Linked DNA regions of Rattus norvegicus: all the other regions are linked to region 1. The links are chromatin contacts, called in public Hi-C maps. All regions are on one chromosome and are shown on one strand. The core of a region is the stretch at or near the end of the contact, and the rest is flanking DNA. Distances in the headings are between cores, read along the strand shown. Region 1 holds the start of Adgrb1 (adhesion G protein-coupled receptor B1). Region 2 holds the start of Mroh5 (maestro heat-like repeat family member 5). Region 3 has its middle 85 kb from the start of Rpl29l5.

Evidence for each region. A called contact is a pair of places that touch in the nucleus more often than the background predicts.
Region 2: a Hi-C map of prefrontal cortex shows a contact between it and region 1, with 3 times the contacts expected there. The contact joins the promoter of Mroh5 here to the promoter of Adgrb1 in region 1. A contact is called at or near these places in 2 of 12 Hi-C or Micro-C datasets (frontal cortex and prefrontal cortex).
Region 3: a contact with region 1 is called in a Hi-C map of liver, with 12 times the contacts expected there. The contact joins the enhancer-like site here to the promoter of Adgrb1 in region 1. A contact is called at or near these places in 10 of 12 Hi-C or Micro-C datasets (the A7r5 cell line, Schwann cells, frontal cortex and 5 more) and 1 of 1 datasets of contacts at active chromatin or transcription factors (oligodendrocytes).

Annotation. Positions count from the first base shown.
Region 1 is chr7:108,291,874-108,296,792 of GRCr8, forward strand. Adgrb1 (adhesion G protein-coupled receptor B1) reads left to right here and starts at 1,945. Exons shown (of 31, transcript NM_001170597.3): 1 at 1,945-2,405. Tsnare1 (t-SNARE domain containing 1) reads right to left here and starts at 4,426. Exons shown (of 16, transcript XM_063264465.1): 1 at 4,400-4,426; 2 at 3,253-3,447; 3 at 1,971-2,457. The coding sequence starts at 4,426.
Region 2 is chr7:107,624,680-107,629,598 of GRCr8, forward strand. Mroh5 (maestro heat-like repeat family member 5) reads right to left here and starts at 2,220. Exons shown (of 30, transcript XM_039080228.2): 1 at 1,846-2,220. The coding sequence starts at 2,018.
Region 3 is chr7:107,777,564-107,782,482 of GRCr8, forward strand. No RefSeq gene overlaps it. Among named protein-coding and RNA genes, the nearest start is that of Rpl29l5, 85 kb to the left of the region's middle. Within about 2 kb of position 1,963, at least 7 of the 93 cell types and tissues checked have an H3K27ac peak or open chromatin away from gene starts, as enhancers often do.

The DNA of each region.
Region 1 (4,919 bases), core at 695-3,194:
TGCCTCTTGGCCTGATATCAGAGGCCCCCTGGTGACCACAGGCTGTTACTGCAACAAGAAGGCCAAAGCAGGGCTAACTAAACTCAAGGGGCTGCAAAATTCAGAGGCCCAGCAGGAGCAGATGAGGGTCGTGAGAGGCCTCCTGGGAGGGATATTGCCTCCTTTCTGTGATTTCAAATACCTTGGGAAGAAGGGCATTTCTCAGGAAGCCTAGATGAATTCGATACTGATGAATAGGATAGGCTGGGAAGGACCTTGCTGGATTTAATGTGGTCCTGCTCTCAGTCCCTCAGGACATCCTGCAAATTGAGGCCTTGCTGGAGTAACTGGTATGCAGAATAACATGTTCAGTACCTGGGTGCCTAATTGACTTGAGGTGCTCCCCGACACACACACACACACACACACACACACACACACACACACACACACACACACAGTTAGTTGCAGGAAGAGTGTTGACTGTGACGTTGATGGAAGGCACCAATCAGATGCTTTGGCTGGGGTTACAGGACAGCAGTGTGGGTCCTGACACCGGGCAGAAAGAGTGTTGACAGTGAGTGTGAGTTTGCATTGTCGTTGACAAATGTCCCTGAGGACAAATGCAAACATCTGGATCAGATGTGTTCTTGGGTAGCAGTGGTACCAGTGATCTGCCCAAGTGTGCAAAGTAGTGGACCCTGTACAAAAGGTCTTGAATTCAGGGCGGATCACAAGTTGTGGAACAGGAGGGCAAGGGGTTTGATGCAGAAGCATCCTGGTGGAGAAGGACACATGGCAGCTTTCCTGAGACCAGGGTTCCAGGACTTTTTGTCAGTCTAGACCCTGGAGTGTTGAAACTTTTGACATTGGAACATGGCATCATGGCCTACAAATGTGTTGGGTCACATTCATTGCTATCCTGGGATGTATGGATCCGGTGCACTGCTGGGTGCACATGCCCCATAGAGAGGGACCCCTTTGGGCCCCTAACAGAGGAGGCACAAGGGATCTTATGATGGGAGACAAGCAACTGAGTAGGCCTCCCTCCACCCCTGGGTGGAAACTGGCATGGAGGGACACTTTCAAACCCACCTCCTTTTGACTCTGTCCCTGGCGGGCTCCCCTCCTCTCAGCATCACAGGACAAGAGGTCCTCCCCTAGGTTAGTCTAGACGGGTCAGACCCAACTGAAGCCGTTCAGTGCCCCACCCCTGGAAGGGCCCCAGTCCCTGCCTCTGACTCCATCTCTACCCATCACTCATCCAACCCACCCACCCACTCATCCACCTATGCATGCATCATCCTTCTTCTGCATGGCCCACCCCACAGTACCACCCACCAAATCCACTTTTTCCCAGTCCTGCTCACCCTCACCCGCCTCCGCAATTCCACCACCGACCCTGACCCTGACGGCTATCTGTCCATACATCTACCTTCCCAACAGCCTCTACCTACATTCACCTGCCTCCTCCACCCACACACCTACAGGTCTGTGCACAGCCCTTAACTCCTCTTCTCCATCCATTTGTTTGTTGGTCCACCACTTGTCACCCAGATGCAGCCACTCTCCTGCTCCTGGAGGAGAGCACAGTCCCAACTCTTGGCTTTCCTGCTGCGTGGGGCAGGAGTCGGCTGTCTTAGGTGCGCGCGCCTGAGCGTCGCACCCCTTCTCCGTGATCCCGCTCCCCTCCCCCCCAGCCCGCCCCCCGCTCGCGCTCCCCCTCTAATGTGTGATCTGGAAGCTCTATAAAGCCTGATGTAATCCGTAATGCAGTCTCTGGCTCCCGATTCGGGATCCAGTTTCAAAGACCGAGAGATTGGGGAGCGCCGGCAGCCGGGCGGGGGAGCAGCTTGCCTCTCTCCTCCTCCTTCTCCGCGTCCTCGGCCTCCTCCTCCTTCTGCCCGCGCCGCCCCGCCCCCGGCTCCGCTCCGCTCCCCCCCCCCTCAGGAAGGGAAAAAAGGCGAGAAGAGCCGGGCAGGCGAGAGGACCGGAGCGGCGGCGCGGCCGGAGAGGGAGCGGCGGGCGCAGGCGGTGGTGGCGGCGGCGGCGGCGGGCGCGGCGTTGGCGGCGGCCCCGGCAGAGCGAGCTGAGCGGGCGAGCCGGCGGCACAAGCGTCCGCGCCGCGTCCTGGCCCGACTCCGGGCCCGCGCGCCTAGCACAACCCGCAGCCAGGGCATCTGGACCCCTCTGGCGCCCGGGGGGCTCCGCCAGGCAGGGGGTGGGGAGGAGCCTGAGAGCGCCCGCGGGTGCGCTCTTGGGAACGTCTCGGCGGGGCCCAAAGAGAGTCGGGGGCGGCAGCGACAGTAGCCCCAGCTCGGATCGGGCGCGCGGCTCGGCGGCTGGCGACGCGGTGCGCTCCGGGGGCTTTGCAAGTCGCTGGATCAAGTCCTTGCTCGCCCGTGGGGCCTCTGCTGCTGGGGAAGGTAAGAGAGGCTCCGGAGGGGGTGGGGGCGCGGCGAAAGGGGGCGTCTCGCTCTGGGAGGGGGTCGGAGGAGGGGTGGCCTCCCGGACTTCCCAACTTCGCCGTTTGGGGCTTCGCAGCTCTCAGGATTAGGCTTGGAGCTCGGGAGTTTGAACAGCCGCACCCCCACCCCCAGCCCCATTCCCCCAGCCCCCTTCCTCTTCCACCGGAGGCAATGGAATCTGGCAGGTCCCTGCGCTCCCGCATTGGGCGGGCTGAGGAGGGGGCACCCTGGACGTGGGAGAGGCTTCTTGGTGCTCCTCACCTCCCCCTCATCCTTACCAGGCAGAGCCGGGCCAACCTGGCAGGCTGAGCAGAAGGACCCTCTGCTCTATCACCCCCACAGACCCTGGGCGCGCTGGGGAAGGCGTTCCCGTGGTGCTCCGACACCACAGAGATGCTAGCAGGGGTCTGAGGGAGCCCCACCTGGCTCCCTATGCCGGCCCAAGGAGACTCGCAAGAGACAACCCAATGTGTCTCCCATTCCCTGATCTTACCCAGAGCCCGTTACATATATTATAGGGCCCCGCTGCATCTCACCCCCACCCCCAGCACAGAGCTGGAGGCGGGCAGAAAAGCCCCCAGACTTCCCGTCACAGCTCTCACCTACAGACCCGACAATGGCAGAGGAGACCCCCAGAGGCTTATCTCCAAATTCGGAAAAAGGGCTGTCCTCGCGCCCCCACCATCACAACTGACACGCGCATACGCCCTAGCTCGTTCCTTCCCGGTGTTCTTTTCTGTTCGGTTGGACAGGCGGCGCAGATAGGCTGCCCTGAACTTTAGGTCGGCCCGCTGCCCTCTCCGACCGAAGCAGCGGGGCTGGGCACCGAGCACTCCCGGTTACGTTTCTCCAGTGGGCAGAGGCCACCAGCCTCCGCCGCTGCGCTCTTTCGGAGCTGCGTGCTGCTGCCTCTAGGAATGAGCATGGCCCCCGCCCCCTCCTGAAATTCTGAGGGCTCCGGATCCGGCTGGGAGCCCTTTGCTCTGGTGCTCTGAGCAGCCTAAGCAGAACAGAAATTATCCCGGGCCCCAGGGAGGTGGGCGGCTGAATGGAGAATCGCAGCGAAGCTAGGTGGCTTGAGGGTTGGTCGGAGGCTGCGGCTCTGTGCTTGGGTCCCTACGCCTGGCCGCGGTGGCTCCTGCTTGGTCACTCCCAGGCAACACAGAGGGCTGCACCAGCCTGGCACCCTCTGTGGCCTGTTGGGCACCCTTACCCTTTCCACTTTTATTTTGGGCTTCCAAGTTTCTCGGAGCGCGCGGACTGGGCTAAGACTAGCCCAACCCTAATCCACTCCTCCTGCACCCCTTCCCTCCCTGAAGTCCCCATTACATTCCTCTCCCCTGGGTCTGGGGCGCAGATTCCTTAGCGGCAACTCGGAGGGAGTTGAAAGGCATGAAGGCGCGTGGGTGGGCACGGGGCGCGCACTCCCGCCCCAGAGGAGCCGCTCCGCATACGTGTTGGGGAGGGGGTTGGGAGGTCTGCGCGTCTGCACCCTGGGGGCCCAAGGAGACCCTCTATGTTCTGTAGCCATAAACACACGCCCCTCGTGGGAGCTACTGCAGGGACACAAAACAGCAGGCTGAGGCGTGGGGAGAGAGGCTGGGGTCCTTTTTCTTTATCTGAGAGGCAATATCCCGTATTTAGGATCGGAGAAAGCGAATTTAACATCTCCCAGAACCTTCAAGCCTTCCATTTCTCTGAGACCCTTGCAGCAGCCGCAGCAGCAAGGGAGGTCGAGGAGGTAGCTGCTCCTTTCTCAACCGCGGGTGGCCTCAAAACTCTGCTCTCGGACGCCGCCGGGGTGCCTTAGGGTCTAGTTTTGAGTACCCAAGCAAGGTCAAGCAAGCGAAGGAGGGGGTAGGGGCTCCTGGGCGCGTCCCCGCGCGCGCAGATTTTGGGCCTTGGAAGGGGGTGTGGGTTGCGCGCCGAGTCAGTCCGGAGAGCCTGCTTGCCGGCTCCCGGTCTCTAGAGGTGGACATGGCGCGAGTTCGGAGATCCCGGAGCGCCTAGCTCCCCGCACGGGGCCCTACGCCCTCCCTCTCCCCTTGATCTCAGCTGTTCGGCACTGCCTTCAGACTTGTTGCTTCTCAACCAGGGGACTGGAAACCGGCGGGGTAGCTCCTTAGCCCTTGAGGCCGTAGCAAAGCCCCAAGGCCAAGGGATGTGCCAGGGCCCGCGGACGCGCGATGCACTGGGAGCGCGACCAGGGAGTTTGCTGCTTCGGATCGGAGAGAAGGACGCTTGTCCCTGCCTCGATCCCGCGCGGGGGCGTAGAGGAGGCGATTTTGTCGCCTTCGGTTTCATACCGCACTCCTATGGACCTTGAGCCCTGGAGGGGCCGCCGCCAAGTTGCTGAGCCCTCCGAGACCCTTCCTTTGCTCATAGGCTCTTGGGCCTCAGTAGCTGAGACCGCGAAATGGGAATGCGCTTTAGGTTCTTGGAACGTTTGCAGCCCCGACCCCTCGCGCCCAT
Region 2 (4,919 bases), core at 970-3,469, 670 kb before region 1:
AGGTCACTGATGTCCTCCGTGATGCTAAATCTGAGGCCAATTCTCAGGCCTCATTTGATGTGACCCACTGGTAGCACGTGACTCAGCCCTATCTGCTTCCAGAGTCTCCCACACTCCTCCTATATCACTGTCTTCTCTTTGGTCTCTTCACTGGCTTCTCTCTCTGACCTGGCAAGGACAGATGGCCCCAGGCTTTGCTCTGGATCTCTTCTCCACTCCCCTCCCCCCTCTCCTCTCCTCTCCCCTCTCCTGCACTCCCCTCCCCCCTCTATTTCTCTCTACCTCCTCCCTTCCTCCTCCCCTCCCTCCTCAGGTGATTGCTCTAAATCCCATTTCTCCAAGTCTGTCTCCAGCCAGCTGTGCTCTCCATGGGCCCATCTGAAGGCTACAACCCAACCCGTTCCAAATCAAACTCTCCATTCTCAGGCCTTGGTTGCTTCTCTTTTAGCTTTGCCTTTCTCTAGCAAGTGGTAGCCCGCATTTCCCCTCCTCCACAGAGCTCCACTCCACGTCTCCACACTAACTTTAAGATATCTTCAGAAGCAGGGCTCTTCTCCCTGCTGTCCTGGCCCCAGCGGCTTCACCCGGACCAGAGGCAGCTGCTATGTTACTAGTCTCCCTGCTGCTCTCCCTACTGTACCTCTATAAGTATACTCACCTGGTACAACGGTGGCCTGATAAAACCACCCTGTCCATGCCCAGGGCTGTGATGGAGTCACTGTCTCCTCTCCCAGGACCTACTGCAGTCCTCACTTCTCCAAAACTTGTCTCTACCAGCCCCTCAGAGAACTTCCTGTGCTCCCTTCTGTGGCTGCACCCCGCCCTGGTACTGAGCAGTATGACAGGACTTCCAAGGCAGCCAGGGAGGCAGGATAGGCTGCGGGGATAGGGGCAGGGATGTCATTGGCCCTCTGAGCTGTAGACTGAGGGTGTGGCCCTGCAGGTCCTGCCTGTGCATCTCAAACCATCTGCAGACCTGTCTCTCCCCACTGGGCTAGGTGGGTCACCTCCAGTTCATCTCTCCTCCTGGCATAACACCCCGCATCCTGCCCAAGGTTCTGACTCAAGAAGGCATTTGTTTATCTACGAAGGTGGAAGAACGGGCTTTGCTGTCTGGCCCATGGCTACAAACAGTACCTAGCCCAGAGCCGACTGCGCACAGCAGGAGCTCAGTAAGTGCACTATGTGAGAAAGATAACAGAGGCTCCTGGGCATCCGTGTGGCACTCTGTGGGTTTACTGAGCCCTCCCGCATGACTTTCCTCTCCTTAGGCCTTTGCCTGTAGCAAAAATGGATGTTGACCCCCATTGCATTGTGGGAACCCACATATTTTCCAGTCTGAGACTGAGACTGGCCTCCGTCCTGTCCTGGGGACCAGCATCTGGGGACCAGCATCTGCGGTCCTGCCAGGTTCCTGTAACCCCATATCTCCACCTGAGAGCTCCACTCTCCTTACCCTTACTTCCTCCTCACGGTAACCGAGCTGAAGACCCACACCACCAGGCACACAGTCTGATGTATTCACAGTAGTTAGCGTGGCTTTTGTTCAGTGACTCAGACATGTCCTGCCCCAACTGCTGCTTGCCGCCACCTGCTGGGTGAATCCTACTATCCTGGGCTTCCTGGCTAACTAGCCTCCTCCCCATCTTGAACTTTCCGCCCAGCGGTCTGACTTTTCCATACTTTTAGGACCTTGCAGGCCTCCACAGTCTGCTCTCAGGAAAGTGGATAGCTTTCCCTTTGGAGGGAGAGGTGACAAGGAGGCAGGAGAGGGGTCAGGGATGGAGGCAGGCCCCCTTTCGGTGTTGAGATAGAGCCCAGTTCTCACTCCCCAGTGGCCCTCACCTGGTTCTTTTGGCCGAGTGGCCTCTCCTTCCATGTCCCCCAGCCTCCTCACTCCGGGGACAAGCGTGGGACACCCCCTGCTGACTGTCGCGCCCGCCGCAGGTCCGGCTGCGCCCCCTGCGCCGCGCTTCCCTGACATTTACGGCGGCGACGCGCAGCTCTGGGAGGCGCATTTCCGTGGCATCGGGCGCGCCTACCGCGCTTTGGGCAAAGAGGACGACTTCGCTATCCGCGTGCTCACCGAGGACTTCACGCTGCCTTTCCCGTTCTCCTGGCCGCCAGGCCCGGACCCAGCCACTGGGCCGCTCTTCTACGACCCGCGGGACCGCGCGGGCTTCGACTTCCTGCTGCGCGGCCCCGGCGCACCGCCCCCCGCGCTACTGCGACCCCTGCACGCCACGGCGCAGGCAGCCGAGCGCAAGCGGCGCCTGGAGCGCCTGGCGCTGAGCTATGCGGGCGCTGGTCGGCCACCGGGCTTGGTGCTGCTGGCGCCCGCCGCCGCCTTCCCTTCTGAAGCTGGCCGTCCTGCTTGGCGCACCCTCGCCCGCGACAGCGAATAAAGCCTCTGCCTCTCTGGTCCCCGCATCGGGCCTCTTCCTGCACCGTGCGCCAGGGAAGCCGGGGAGGGGGCACGGGACACCATGCCTGCACGATCTCAACTGCCTAGTGAGTCTGAGAGTCACGTAGAAAAGGTGACCCTTGTCAGGCTGTTAGAATGAGATGATCCCGGGGAAAGGTGGGAGGTCAGGTCTCCACCTCCCAGCTGTCTTTCTTGCTCAGCACCAGGATGGGAAGTTACTGGACCTCACTTGGTGTGGACTGTCTGGCCTCCAAGGAGTAGCTGGATGCTGACCATCCTTGTGCCTCAGCGTCTCTGTTTTCTATGGCAGCCGCTAAGGATGCACAGGGGTAGAGTGTAAGCAGCGGGGAACGCATGTGAGAGGCAGTGTCAGGAAGGAGTTCTGACAGTCTCCAGCCTGCCTTCCTCTCTGTCCCCTCCCAGAAGAATGGTGTCTACTACTCCCTTGAAAATCTGAGAAAATTTCATTTGAGGCAGAAGTCTGTGTCGACAGTAGGTGGGCAGCAAGGAGGGACTGCCTGGCTCTGGTGACTTCTCTACATCGTGTGATATCAAGCAGTAAGGCCAACTGGCCTTTAGTGAAAGGACGGGGCTCCATCCTGCTTGGGGGCTTTGGGCTCCTGGCGTAGAGAGGCTGGTGCGCTGGAGGCCCGTTCCCACACAAGAGCATCTGGACTCAGAGATGTTGCTTCTGTTTTTGTTTGTTTCTTCTAATACAGGAGTTATTTATAATTTCCTAGTGCTGGGAGAAAAAAAAATCCAATTCTTGGCAGAACAACTTAGATGGAATGTTCACTTTAGGGGATGTGTTGGAGAAGCAGGGACAGGAGGAGGAAGAAAAAGAGGGAGGAGGAGGAGGAGGAAGAAGAAGAGGAGGGAGAAGAGAAGAAGAGTATGAGGTGGGCACAGCACAGCACCAAAGACAGCTTAGTGCTACAGAAGAGGGGATCTCTTCCTCCTCCTCCCCCCCTGCACTGGCCGGGAACTCTGACTTCTGCTTAGGGCTCCTTCCCACCTTGAGGATCTTCTCTTCAACTGTACAGAGATGCCCAACAGCATCTTCATGACGATGTTTGATTCCTAATGAGACAGCATCCATCTTGACTGTGTGCTAGCGTTTGTCTGTCCGTACGGTCTATTAGCTGTTTAGGCTCCTTAAAAAGCAGCCCTTAGATATTTAGTTATCCCCCAAACACAGGCAGGGTGTCAAGGAAGCCAGCTGAGCCAAGAAGGGATATGGAGGTGAGGCAGAGCACTCTGGGGGCAACTGGAGGCCAGCCTCCTCAGGTTCTGCAAAACCCAAAACAAACAACCCCTCTCCCAGCCATTTTGGGGCATTCCTCAAAGCCACTCTCCCAGGGACAGGAAGCTCCCTGCCTCTTCATTGGGAGAAGTCCTCCAGGACACTAAGTCCCCTAGGTCAGCTTGCCCTGCGGGGATGGACCATGAGCCTCCTCTTTCTCAGCAGTGATAGGCTCACTTTATGATTACAGTATAATAATGAAAAATTGGGGGGGGCAGTTTGGGCCTTTTGTGTTTTTAACCTCACCTTTCTAGAAATTTCTTTTCCAAGTAGTTTTCAAAGGCATGTGGTTGGTTGAGAGCTCAGAGGCAGACCTCCATAGTCCAATGTGGGACTATAGAGCACCAAGACTCCCGAATGAGTTATCAAATAGGAAGTTAAACATCGCAAGGAGATGGCATGAGAAATAGCATAGCGGTACAAACTCTATTTCAAGCAGTGTGTGAAAGCCTCTTGGAGGGGGTGGCACTTGAGCTAAGAAAGGGAAAGGAAGAGCCTGCCTTGTAGGTAGGGAAGGAAGCTGAAGGCAGAGATCTTGTAGGCAAAGGCTAGGCAATTCCAGGGAGAGGCAGCAAGGGTCAAAGGTTGCAACAGGAGTTCTGCCAGGCTAAGGAGACCAAGCTCAAGTGAGCTTGAACCACAGGAGGGGTTGAGTGATCAGGTAATTGTAATGACCGGTAACACAAGCTTCAGGGAATGTTTGCTTCCTGGGCTCAGGGTTGTCAGGGAAGCCCTGCTCCCCCAGCTTGCTGGTTGTGCCCTCAAATTGGCCTTCCCACCACATTAGCTAGCTCAACTGACACACTGTCTACTCTCACCATCTCCCTGGCCACAGGACACTGGCTTCTGAGAGATGTTTAGAAGCTGCAGGAACTCAAATGTGGCCCCAGGGTGAATGCGTTCCCATGTTCCAGGCAGTGTCCCACACCAGTTGACATTAGTCTGTGCCAACCAAGTGAGTTCCTTTATCAAGACGGTAGGGAAATATTGGGCATGCCTCTCAGTCATGCTCCCAAGGATAGGATGCCAGGCACTTAATCACTGCCTCTCTAGAGGCCTATCTACAAAGAGAGAGGTCAGAAAGGGTGATGGGAGCTGAGCCACAGCCAAAAAGTTCAAGGGTGTGGCCCCATGGCCAGCTTCTGCTAAATCTCCACCTTCCCCTCCACTCCCAGGGAACATTCTGTCCCA
Region 3 (4,919 bases), core at 713-3,212, 510 kb before region 1:
TTAAGTCCCTTCTACTTTCCACTTGGGATTCTCACAGCCCCCTTGCCCTTCCAGCCACCCAGATGGGAGTTTCTGCTCCCCTGAGGTCTCCCATCTCCTCTTGGGGCCTTCTCCTTCATGGCCTTTTGAGTGACATACCCTCCATCCCCAGCTTGGGTCAGATTCACTCACCGGACTCAGGGTGGAGAGGCAAGGTTAGTTTTAAGCTTTGTCTGGCAGTGTTTCATGCATCTCCCTCCTCCTGGTATTGTGGTGTCCTTGGCCTTGTACACAGATGTTACCCAAAGGTTAACTAGACACTCCTCATCCATTTGGGACTCCACTCTGATCATCATGCCTGCAACTCCAGGCTTGTTCTCTGTCAATAAGCAGAAGGCTGGAGATGTCCTTGGCTGTCTGTTCTGCGAGAAGCCATTTAGAAGGAGATAAAGAACTGGGAATATTTTGAATACCCCTTGGAAGAAAGGCAGACTGCCATGGTAATGTGCAATTCTTGACTACAGAGCCATAGAGGACGGCAGTCTAGACCCTGCATGATGTGGTCTCTCTGAGCCTAGTTTGCCATGAGGGAGCCAAGGATGCCTCAGGGGTACAGAGAGAGGCATACGCTGGCTATTCCAATCTCCAGCACACACGTTCTGATAGAGCCTCACTTTATAGAGATAGACACCTAGTTCTTCAAAGGTACAGCTGGCTGGTCCAGGTCCACATGCTATGTCAAGAGGAACCACTTCGCCTCTTGACCCTAACTCTGTGTCCTTGGCTATTGGTGGCCCTAGATATGGGGTGGGGGAGGGCAAGTAGTTCAGGAGATGGTGGGGCCAGATGGGCACTACGTCCAGACAGCAGACATCAGCCCCTCTTTGGCACAGCCGTGTGATTTTCTGTCACCTGCTTTGCTCCTGAACTCTCCTGCATCTCCCCCAGGGATGCACCATTGCAGAGAACCCCTCTTTCAGCTTGGAGATTGACACAGTTGGATTCTATTTCTGCTTGTCCACATATGCAAATGAGCAGGCGACATTGTGGCAGAGCCACAAAGATAGGAGCTCACATCAAAGGACCCTGGTCATATGTTCCAGGAGATGGCATGGACCAAACCTCTTCACATGAGGGACATCTTTTTGTCTTCAGTGTTGTGTGGCCCTTTCTGTCACTGGTGGGACTCGAAGGCATCAGGGAGGGGCTCTGAACATCCTTCAAATGCAAGGAGGCTGGTACAGGCAGAAACATTCAGATGTTCTGTGATGTGGTCCTCAAATTGGCTCTTACGTTCTAGTACCTGCTATGAGGTGGGGTGGGAGTGGCGGGTGGTGCATTGAGAAGCCTCTGGCCTTCAAGTCACACAGCTCATTCGTAAGGTTCTTGGAGGGTACAAGGCTATGCCCCAATTTTACAGTGACAATCTTACTTCCTAATTGACTTTGGGAGGTTGGGCATGTATGTTGGTCAGGAGTAGGTTTGAGCAGCCATAAGCTGCAGACAGAGAAGGTGAACTGATGCTCGCAAGAGCTCCAGTCGATGAAAACCAGGTGGGTGCACCTGCTGTTCCCTATCCTTCAGGGTCTGCCTCTTCTGGCCCGTCCCTGTCCCATTGCAATACCGTCTCTGGCTCACAGGGGGCGCTGAGGCCCCGCGGCTGGCTTTCCTCCTGCTCAAACCCAGAAAAATGCTACTTGTGATATGGAAGGGCCGGGGCTGTGTTTTTCCAATCAATAGAAGACGCTCAGTCCCCCAGTTGTCGCTTCCAAAGTCTTCACACATCTGCATCTGAAGGGCTCCAAATGCAGCCTTTTCCTGTCGGGAGAAAAAGCAGAAGGAGAAAGGGAGATTTTTGCCTGACAGATTAGAAAATTTTCCACTTCCCAGCATTTGAACAAAGTATTTGTGCTTCTTGTGCCAATTACCCAGGCTGTGAAAGAGGAGCCGGGAAGGTGCGGGCTCAGCTGGGTGCTGGATATGATCATTCCTCGGAGGACCTGCAGGTGTCAGTGGGTGGATGGGGCCCCAGCAGGCCCACAGTGGCCTGGGCCAGCCTTGCCTCCCCTCACGTTTGACCTTGGGAATAAGACTGAGTGCTGGGGAACTGTGATTTTTGGCAGTGAAATGACTTGCCACGGTTTCTTTTCAGGGTACTGGGAAGGTCAAAGCGCTTTATCTACAACATGGGGCGCCTGCAGATAAACTGTATTAATAGCTTGGTAGTAATTTTCAGTTTTCAAAGTGTTTTTTGAAGTCAGAGACAGTATGATTTCCTACTCAGCTTCTGTAAGAGTAAGCTGCACCCCAGGGGCAGTACAGGGGTGAAGATTCTCAATGGACACTGGGCTGTGGTTGCTCTGGTCCTGTTCCAAGATCCGCCCCTGTCCTTGGCATCCACTCTTGGTCCATAGAGGTCTGTGCTGGGTCTGGGTGTAGGTGTGGAGGAAGCAGTTTGCGGGGCACTGGGCTCTGCCTCAGGTCTCTGGGTACCCGGAAGAAACTGGTTGAGGACAAAACTCCTCCTGCAGGGTTGCAATGAAGTGCCAGGCTGGGTGTAGTCCCAGAACTCGGGTCTGCTGGGTTACCCAACGCAATATGTAGAAATGAGTGGTCACTGCAAACAAGGGCCTGAGTCTTGGGGTAGCTTTCTCTTGGCCTAGATTTTAGGGCAGGGCCCTTCTGGGATTGCTCAGTCTCCCACACTCATGACAGAGCTTTTGGTAATCTGGCCTCTGTCCATATCTTTTTCTATCTAGCTCCATCTAGGTACAGTCCTCAAGGTTTTACCCTGCTACCTTCTTCCTGGCTGGGACATCATGAAGGTTTGTTATGTGTATACAAAGTGGTCTCAACCTTTCAGCAGCTGCCAGCCCTGCCTCCCTGAACCTCTGCCACCATTGTTCCTTCTGGGGACAAAAGCCATCCTCCTCCTTGGACTTCCTGCCCACTCTCCCTCTGATTCGATTTCTGGCTGTACAAAGCTCATTGTTTGGAACAAGGATCAAGGTGGACACTCCCTTGTATTGTTGCAAAACCCTTGGTGTATCTGCACACCTGGCCCAACGTGCCCGGTCCACCTGCCTGCTCCATTGTGTTCATTTTCCCTGCATGCCTCGATGTGGATGGTCTCATTAACTACTGCTGGCTGATGGAGTGAGTTGGCGTTTGGGCAGGGTCTCCAGCTATGAGGGAGGAACCCTCAAATGGAGATTGTGGGGGTCTGAGTAGGAAGATAGTGGTGAAGCTGTCTTCTGTCAGGACCAGAGGAAGGGCCACAGTGAAGGCTCCAGGATGCTGGCAGGATTCAGTGCCTAGGTTTCATTCTCTGGATCATGATGGCCTGCAAGGGCAATAACCTTGGCTCTGGGATGGATCTCTGTTGTAAGCAGGGTACTAGGGGCAAGCCTCCCTCAGGGTAGATTTGTGTGCGAAGCTCCAAGAAGGAGTGGGTGGGAGTAAACGGGGCAGGAAGCTGGGGAGTAGACTGGTTCTCAGCATCCACAAGAGGCTCTGATCTGCTTTTGGTAGCTTCCTTAGGATCCCTGGGAGGAGTGAGGCTGGAGACAGGAAGTCAAGACAAGGCTGAGGTGGTGGCAGAAGAAATGGGGTGCTTTGGGGGGCAGATTCTAAGGTGCTCTGATCTCCTGGAGGGATGGGTAGTCATGCAATCTCATCCCCCTTCAGCCCTTGCACACTGGGCAGAACCAACTTCCAATGGGCCCATCAGGGGCAAGGTGTGGTGACAACAAGACAAAGACTATATCTGCACCCCTCACGCAGTAGGCCTTGGAACATTCAGGTGACAAGTCTTTTTCTTTGTGATTCCAAGTCCTGCTTTGAGTGACAGTCAGACAAGTATAGGTTTCAGGGTGATAAAGTGAACCCAGGACTCTCTCTTAGCATTCAAAGGGTTGCCTGCCCTCACTGCCCTGCCCTGCCCATCACTGTAGTCAAAGCTCTCCTCACCAAAGCAGTGCCCAGGCTCACACAGTATGACTACCAGAGGAGTCTCTGGCCTGAAACAGATCCCTGGGACAAACCCATGTCTTTCAAGGTGACTCCCTGTGTGGCAGTCGGATCCAGGAACTGAGGTACTCAGAGTGTGTGTGTGTGTGTGTGTGTGTGTGTGTGTGTGTGTGTGTGTGTGTCTGCACAAAGCACCAGCACACTATCCTTGGACTTGAGTCTGTCAAGCTGTGAAGAGAGGACACAGATGTCAGCTCATCACCAGATTCACAACAGAGCAGGCACAGGTATGGCGAATGCTCTGGCTTCATCGCCTGCTGTCAGCTACCCTCACTCTTCCGGTGACTCTGTACTGGCACATTCTCTCTGTTTCTCTGCTCTGTCCCTGACTCTCCCTTGCCTCTTTATCCTTTACTTGTCTGGTGGCAAAGGCCTGAAAGGTTCTTTGCTCATCTCCCCCTCCCCCTCCAGGGGATGAGGGACACTACACGTGACCTTGGAGTAGACCCTCCCATCTTCTGGCCTCACCAACATCCCGGTTGAGACTTAATCTCTTTGTTGTCCATCAGTGCTCCTCCTCCCTCTTCCTCCCCTTTCCTTCCTCCTCCCCTTCCTTCCTCTACTCCTCCTCCAGCTCCAGGCTCCGCATTTCCTCTGTTTCCTTCAGGGAATGACTCACACATTTGCCTCCCACCTGCACCACCAGCTACCCAAACCTTTATTGGCAGGGGTCGAGCTAGAGCGGATTTCAGCCTTCAGAGGCCTCAGGGCTGTGGCAGGCAGTGGGCGGTGCCCCCGTGGGCAGCATGTTCCTCCCTACCGCCCTGCCTGCTCCTGGCCCTTCTAGACGATGTGTGGCTCTCATTGGGTTCATGGAGGGAGTCCAAATTCTTTTCCTGAGCCTCACTTTCGGCTTGACCTTAGACTGGCACTTTTTCCTTCCTGCATCCCTCTCTTCCTTAGCAAGATGC